Linked DNA regions of Capra hircus: region 1 is linked to region 2. A link is a contact called in public Hi-C data. All regions are on one chromosome and are shown on one strand. Each heading gives the region's core, a stretch centred on a gene start, on an enhancer-like site or on the middle of the called end of the contact. The rest is flanking DNA. Distances are from core to core; before and after follow the strand shown. Region 1 holds the start of ATP13A3 (probable cation-transporting ATPase 13A3). Region 2 overlaps TMEM44 (transmembrane protein 44).

What was found. Hi-C and Micro-C count contacts between places; a contact is called where the count stands out from the background.
Region 1: a Hi-C map of liver shows a contact between it and region 2, with 2.3 times the contacts expected there. The contact joins the promoter of ATP13A3 here to the enhancer-like site in region 2. A contact is called at or near these places in 4 of 5 Hi-C or Micro-C datasets (blood and liver).

Annotation. Positions count from the first base shown.
Region 1 is chr1:72,784,549-72,788,093 of ARS1.2, reverse strand. It overlaps ATP13A3 (probable cation-transporting ATPase 13A3), which reads right to left and starts at 1,482. Exons shown (of 33, transcript XM_018046535.1): 1 at 968-1,482.
Region 2 is chr1:72,688,370-72,692,251 of ARS1.2, reverse strand. The region is part of intron 9 of TMEM44 (transmembrane protein 44); the gene reads right to left. Among named protein-coding and RNA genes, the nearest start is that of TMEM44, 39 kb to the right of the region's middle. Within about 2 kb of position 1,426, at least 3 of the 5 cell types and tissues checked have an H3K27ac peak or open chromatin away from gene starts, as enhancers often do.

The sequences.
Region 1 (3,545 bases), core at 233-2,732, 96 kb before region 2:
AAATCAACCCTGAATACTCATTGGCAAGGGCCGATGCCGAAGAAGCTCCAATAGTTTGATCACCTGACGCGAAGAGCCGACTCACTGGGAAAGATCCTGACGCTGGGATAGAAGGCAGAAGAAGAGGGCGACAGAGGATGAGATGGTTGGAAGGCATCACCCATTCAATGGACATGAATTTGGGCAAACTCCGAGATAGTGAGGGACACGCAGGTCTGGAGTGCCGCAGTCCAGGGGGTCGCAAAGAGTCGGACACGACTAGGTGACTAAACAACAAAATCAGATTCCCTCGGCTCCCCACGGCCGCAAAAGAAAAAGAAAAAACCCAGGTCACACATCCACCAGAACCTAACTTTTCCGAAGACGTGGGGAGAAGGAGAAGCTATAGAGAGAGCGGTCACGGAAGTACTGGAGGAAAGGGCCCTAGGTGTTTCCAGAGCCGAAGTGAGAGGCCTTTGGCAAGTTGTTAAGTCACTTTTCCTCTCTGGGCCTCACTCGGCTTAATGCGGTGACTGGCAAAGCTACTACTCCGTGATTCCTCAGTAAGTACCCAAGCAAACCCATCAAGCTCCCTGCCAATACCGCTACCTTCGATCTCACCATCTCCAGGACTTTCTAAAAGCGCTGGACCACCTCACCATCTCACTCGCAAACCCCAACGCACTTGCCTCCCCAACTAGCGGCGTGTCCATCCAGGCCTTCACACCCACAACGTGGAGCCCTTCTTCTCGCCGCACCTGTCCCAGACAATCAGCAGTCTTAGCGCTCCCCTCCTCACCCTACACACACCTTCCCAGAAAAATGATGCCCAATTCCGGCCCGAGGAGGCCGACCCCGAGCTCACCTGGTGCCCGCCACCCCCAACAATACCACTCACCTCTTCCAACCTCCCACATCACCACCACCACCCGCTCCACGCCCCGTTCACCCTGCCCTCCGCCGTGACGGGGAAGCTGGAGCCACTCACCTGGCGCCCCCGCGCCGTCTCCCGGGCGGCCTCCCGTCCGGAGCTGCCAAAGGGCCGTGTGGGGCCGGGGCCGGGCTCGCCGCTGTAGCCGCCGCCGCCGCCGCTTCACCTCAGCCCAGCCCCATCGCCCTCGGCCAGCGCCGGCGGCCGCGGGTCGCTCGAGCTCGAGGAGCCGCCGCCGCCGCGCGCTGCGGCTCCGGGTGAGGGGAGGGAGGCGCCGCGGCGGGGCCCGGGCCGAGCCGGGCGCTGGGGCGTCCGCGCTCTCCTCCTCTGCGCCCGCGGCGGCTGCGTGCAGCCGGAGCAGGGCGAGAACAAGGGCGGGCGACAGGGGGAGGTAGGCAGGGGAGGGGGGCGTTCTGCACTCCGAAACTGCCTCTCGCCGCCAGCGACGAAGCGAACCCCCCTCCCCTCAGCGGTGGCGCCTGGATCACGCTGCGGGGAGAGCCAGCGGGCGGACAGGGGAGCGCGCGCTGCTAGCTCGGGACTCCCGCGCCGGATGTGAGGTCACGTGCTTGCCTCATCCAGCGCGGAGGGCGGAGGGGCGCAGAGGGTACGCCGGGAGGGGCGGGGCCGGAGTGGGCGGGGGCGATGACCAGGCCCCGCCCACATCTTCCCCTTTAGCCCCCCTTCCCGAGGCTGGAGCAGAAAAGAAAGAGGGAGGAAGAGCGCTGCAGAGGAGCTGTCTGTTGGGTAGGTGTTTCTAACGCAGGACGGCATTTTTTTTTGGCGGGAGGAGGTGATATTTGCCATCTTGGCCGCCGTGCAAACACCAGATTACAGTCCAAATCCTCATTTTATGAACAGGGAAACCGAGTTGTATTGAGGGGCCTAGCCTGACTTGCCCAGAGTCAAGGTCACAGAGGTAGCTTGTACAAGAATGATGGAGAGGAGGTTAGATCCTGGCTCGGCTCGCAGTTCCTTAACATTACACTCCCCCTTGCAGAAACCAAAAACTATAGATCGCATTTAACAACCGACTCAGCGGTGCCCAGCCTTGGGAGGAGGATTGGAAGGCGTACCCAAGAGAAAGCTCCCACGCTCCCACTACATCTCCTCCAGCGGTAGGGATTTTCTTCCGACAGCGCTGGATGCAAGTTAAATACTTCCCCTAGCAAAAGATTTATCTCGGGGCACAGAGATGAACAAATCTTCCGGCCGGGTGAACAAATAGCGAGTTCGGTTTTCGCGGTGTCCCTTGGGCGACTCGCACAAGGAGCGCACTCAGCCACCTGCTGCCTCGGGCTCCGGCCATCTTTTCGCCCTGAGACTCTCGCCCGCGCCCTTCAGGCCCCGCCATCACTGTTAGTGTCATTCACCTCGCGGCCAACAGAACTCCCATCTGCAGGGGCGGAAGTAAGGAAGAGACTCCCGACCTCTGGTGTACCGGCCTTGGGAGCTTTCAGGCTCTGGTTCCTGGCGCATGATACTACAAGTCGGGGGTTGCTACCCTTGATCCACGGCACGTGGTGACACCTCATCTGACACAGCACATACCCATGGCATCGATGTCGCCTAACCGGGAGCCAAGAACACGCTGCTCCTGGGCACCTACGTCACATGGAGGGGGACAGTTTACGCGTACTTTCTCGTACCGCGTGGTGTGGGCGGACATTGTACCCAGATGGATCTATAGCCCTGTCTCCAGCCCATGGGGTCAGTCTCACCGTCTGTTTCCTCCCTCAAATGAGTAAATGAGATAAGGAGTGTGGTATTTGTTGGGCAAAGTATAAGAAGCTGTCTTGGTGGGGTTGAGCCCATAAAGCTTCCTTCCTCACCTCTCCTTGCTTCTTGGATCCTTGCTGTTTTCTCTTGGCCTTTAAACAAACTTAGCTCCTAAAAACAAAACTATGGTGCCCAACCTTCACTCCAAGTGCCCTCTCCAGTTAGCTTCCAAGGGCTCCTCTCCCTCTCATGACCTCTTAAAACAGTGGTCTCTCTGCTGTCTCCACTTCCTCATTTCTGGACACTGGGCATTCCAGCTTCCCCTCTTCTCCCCAACACACACCCTTCCTCACCCTGCTTGGGTAAGAGAACCCCTGACTCTCCCAAATCTTAGTGGCATTCTGCAGGCATTCTCTTTCTGGGTCTCTCTGCTACATTTGACAATTCAGATGACTCCCACCTTCTGGAATCTCAACATTCTCTTGGTTTGCAGAAGAGTATATTCTTCCAGTTCTAACATCTCAGTAAATAAGGCCTCTGCCTCCTTGGGTGGCATCCTTAAGTGCCACTAATTCTGAGTCTCCACCTTATATGCAAGACTCCGAACCCACAGTTCTTCTCATTCCACTCTTAGGAGATCACCTCTAACCTCAAGGTTGCAATTACCCAATCAGCCATTGCAGCCCAGACCTCTTCCACAAGAGTTAGACCCAAATATCCAACTGCCTGCCAGGAAGCTCTATCTAGATATCATAGGGGCACCTCAAACTCAGCTTGTCCAAAACTATACTTGTCCTCTGCCTTCAAAGCAGCCCTTCCCTCAGCTGTTGGCACCAGCATCCACAGCCATCAGAACTAGAAAGTTGAGAATGAATGTGAGTGTTTTTATTTTATTTTGGCCTTGCAGCAGGGCATG
Region 2 (3,882 bases), core at 177-2,676:
CTGAACAGAAAGAGTCCAATTTAATTCGTGATTTACTGATAATAACTGAATTGATTCTACTACTTGGTCATGAGAAATAGCATTGCGTTAAAATGACCACCTCATCTCCCAGTCACCCTGCTGGTGAGGGCCCGAGCTGATCTGCTTGGGGCAGCTCAGCCCCTCGTCCATGTCTGGGGCTGTGTCAGGCCCTTCTGGTGCTGGTTTCTCATCTACCTGTGGTTGCAGACTTGGGGGTATACCTCTAAGCAAATCCCTTCCAGACATTATCAGAAATGCCAAGTAAAAGAGTTCCCTGGCCCCTCAGCCTCCAAGACCCAGTCGCCTAGCAGTGGAAGCAGGGGCCTGGTCCGTTCTCTAAGAATGGACAGTGTGTTTCTGGGTGAATTCTATTTTCAAGTGGAGACCCAAGTGCTAGATCTGGTTTTGGACCAGCCTCACCAGGAGGGCCCAGGGTGCTTATCAAAAAGGCTCCCTTGACCCCATCTGTAGCTTGGGATCTAAGGCTTGGCATTTGAACAAGCTCCTAGGGTGATTCTTAGCCACCCTGATGTATCAGAACCACTGCTTCAGCTCCTAAAATGTCTTCTTAAGAGTTATCCTTGCTACTCCTGACCAGTTCAGCTGCCAGGAAACAGAAACTCTGATGAGGCACTCTTTAAACTGGGTTAAAACCTTCAAAAATGTTTTAAATCTCTTCCTTCTGAATTCCCCAAATAATGTGTTTTTAAATGTCATTTTAAGTAATAAAAACATCGCTGGAATCCAGGCATGCAGAGAATTTGAGCAGAAGATAATCTACTCTCTGATCATAAAAACAAAAAAAATCCTGGGAGGTGACAGGCACAGGTGGCTGTCATGAATCATGTGCTCATTTGTCACTTGGAGTTGAGGATGGCAGGGAGACAGGAGCCAGCTGGCCAAGGTCTCCAAGTGACAACACGGGGGAATGTTGATCTATGCTCTCTCAGTCACTCCCAGCACCATTGCCACTAGGGAGCTGCTGGGCTTCCTCCCGTTCAGAGACTTGTTCCAAGCACATTTCTTCCTTGGGTAATGCATCTTCTCTGAATCCCTACTAGATGGTTTGGACAAAGCAGAAAGAACTCTGAACTGAAAGAACCTGGAAAGAACCTCAACTTTCAGACTCTCCTCTTATTTTCAGATTTTTTTCCCCTAGAGGAATTTGGCAGGGGCCCAGCCATCTAAGAGGGGCTCACAAAAACAGGAACTGAAATCAAGCCACAGGAAGTCCCTTCTGGAGTAAAGAGAGAGCACAATTGTCCATACCTGCTCCGAGATTAGGGCTTCCCAATACTTCTGCTGCAGAATAAAAAGAGATAAAGAAAAAAAGTGTTGAATAGAGTTTGCCACCATCACGGAGCAGAGCAGAGATCAGCGCCAGCCCATCAGCTCCTTGAGCCAGAAGCCTGGCCCTGCATTGGGCTGGAGGCAAAGGAACAGCTGATTTCAGCAAGCAAGAAGGCAGCAGCTACTAGCGGCTCCAATTTAGTTAAATGGTCACTAGGATAATTGTGATAATTATGAAGGGCTTGAAAAAGATTATCATCTATACAGATTTTAAATTACTATTATTAGGATTTATTATTATTAGACATAACAATGAAGATTCCATTTATTAACCACATGGCTGAGATGAGTCAACTCGAAACCATAAAACTAAGAAAAAGAGATGCAAATAAAATCTTCACTTTGAAACTCCAGGGTATTTGCTACCACCCAAGATTCATTTTTAATCAGCCTTTACTGTACAGTTGGTTCCACCCCAAACCTCAAATATATCTGATTCAGGTTCTTAAAGGGTAACTTTGCCATCTGCTCTCATTCCTCTGGCACCTCCTGCAGTGCCCGGGACATGTGTGTTTGTGTGTGTGTGTGTGTGTGTAGCTGTGTTATCTGAATTAAGATTATAAAAACTTTATTGAACCCCTCTATTTGTCTGCTGATAACTGCTAGCCCAGAGATGGGGCTCAGCTATGTGTGGGGGTGGGGGGTTGCGGGTGGAGTTCCACAGAGGTGGAGGAAGGGGCGGAGCAGGCAGGGAGGTGCCCCAGGCTGTGCTGGCAGAGCTCTGCCGCAAGCTCACACCCAGGGCACCTGGTAGGCCCAGAGCAAAGGGCAGAGACCCCATCTTGACTCTGAGGAGGGCAGAGAAGGGGCACCAAAGCTGGGTTCTTGGTCCGTGCCCCCACACAAGCTCCCTGTCCCTCCCTGGGCAGGATGTGGTGGCCCCAGCAGGAGAGAGGGCAGAATATGGGGTGGGTGAGGCAAAAGGAAGCCTGACAGTCTTCTCCCCAGTTCCTCCCTCTTCTCCCGCCTTCCCATCCTCCCCCATGAAGCCCTTCCCGTTTTTTGCAGGAGGACAGAATGTACTTCAAAAACTTGAGTCACCGCTGACTTCAGCTGTGCCACGCCTTTTTCTTTTGAACAACTCTTTAATTATAAGATTTTCAATCATACACAAAAGTAAAACAATAACACCCATGGACACACCCTCCTTCATTTGTTCTAGCTCCCCAAGCTTTCATTGGCTTAAGTATTTTAAAGTAAATAATGTCGTCTGTAAATACTTCAGTATTATCTTATAGATAAGGACTTTAAAAAAATCCTAAGCACAATGCCATTATTACACCTAACAAAGTTGTTATCATTCCACAGCATTGATTTTTTAATGACATCCTACTGGAGGGAACATAAACTGCAAAAAAAAAAGATTAATTGGAGAAGATACGAAATTACTAAAAATGATGGTTCCTCATACAGTGCAAAGGACGGAAATGTTGATGACAACATAGGGATTGAAAAAGTTACATAACTTCTGCAAACGTAATGGAAGTGAAACGAGAGGTGAAAGAAAGAATGGTAACCTTCATCTTTCTTTAGAAAATATACATGTTCATGTAAAGTATAATTGGTGATGTGTGATTACCACAGTGAGTTTTGTAGTTTGTTTTAAAAAAAATTACTAAATTCAGTGTGATATACTGGATTATATTCTGGAACAGAATAAGCATTTTAATGGAAAAACTGGTGTAATTCAAATAAAGTCTGTACTTTAGGTAACAGTAATGTACTACTGTAATAATGTTAATTTCTCAGTTCTGACACATGGTGCTGCAATGTGTTAATCTTAGGAGGAACTGAGTGAAGGTAAACAAGAACTCTCTGCACCACCTTTATAACTTTTCTGTAAATCTAAAATTATTCCCAAAGAAAAAGTGTATTTAAAGACAAGCAAACAAGTAAGCAAACAAATAAAGAAGCTGGAGTCCTCCAACTAGGTTTGAAATGAAACCCTGAAACCGCCTTTCCAAAATCTTCAGCAACCTAAAATTTCAGAAGAGTGCCCTCTAGTGGAAGTAGTAGATGAGACTGTCCCTAAGAAGTATGATTAATCCAAATCTTTGTAACTGAGGTCTCTCTCCACCCCTTAGGAAAAAAAGTGAAAATAACTAACATTTTTGTAGTCTTTTCCCTGTTTCAGGAGCAACATTTGTTCAGTTTTGTATAGAAACTTTTTAAAAAACCAAACTGAAGACTGCATGTAATTCTATCCCTGAAAGAGAGCTTTTATGATTTAATGAAGGAACAGCCCTCTGAAACACACACGCAAAAATCAAATTATGCAAATTGCTTTTCTCTCTTAACACAGAATAAGCATTTCTATACACCCTTAAATTGTCTTTAGGACCACAATTCCATCACTTTCATGAACCACAGCACACAGTATTTCAATTCACCTCATTGCTAAAAGTATACTTTTGGTGTTCTGAAACCTCCCCCAGGTCATGCGCTAACTTCTTTGTTCCTGAAGACTCTGAGGTGTATCTCTGCCACTGAGGAGAGTCACTTTCCAGACTG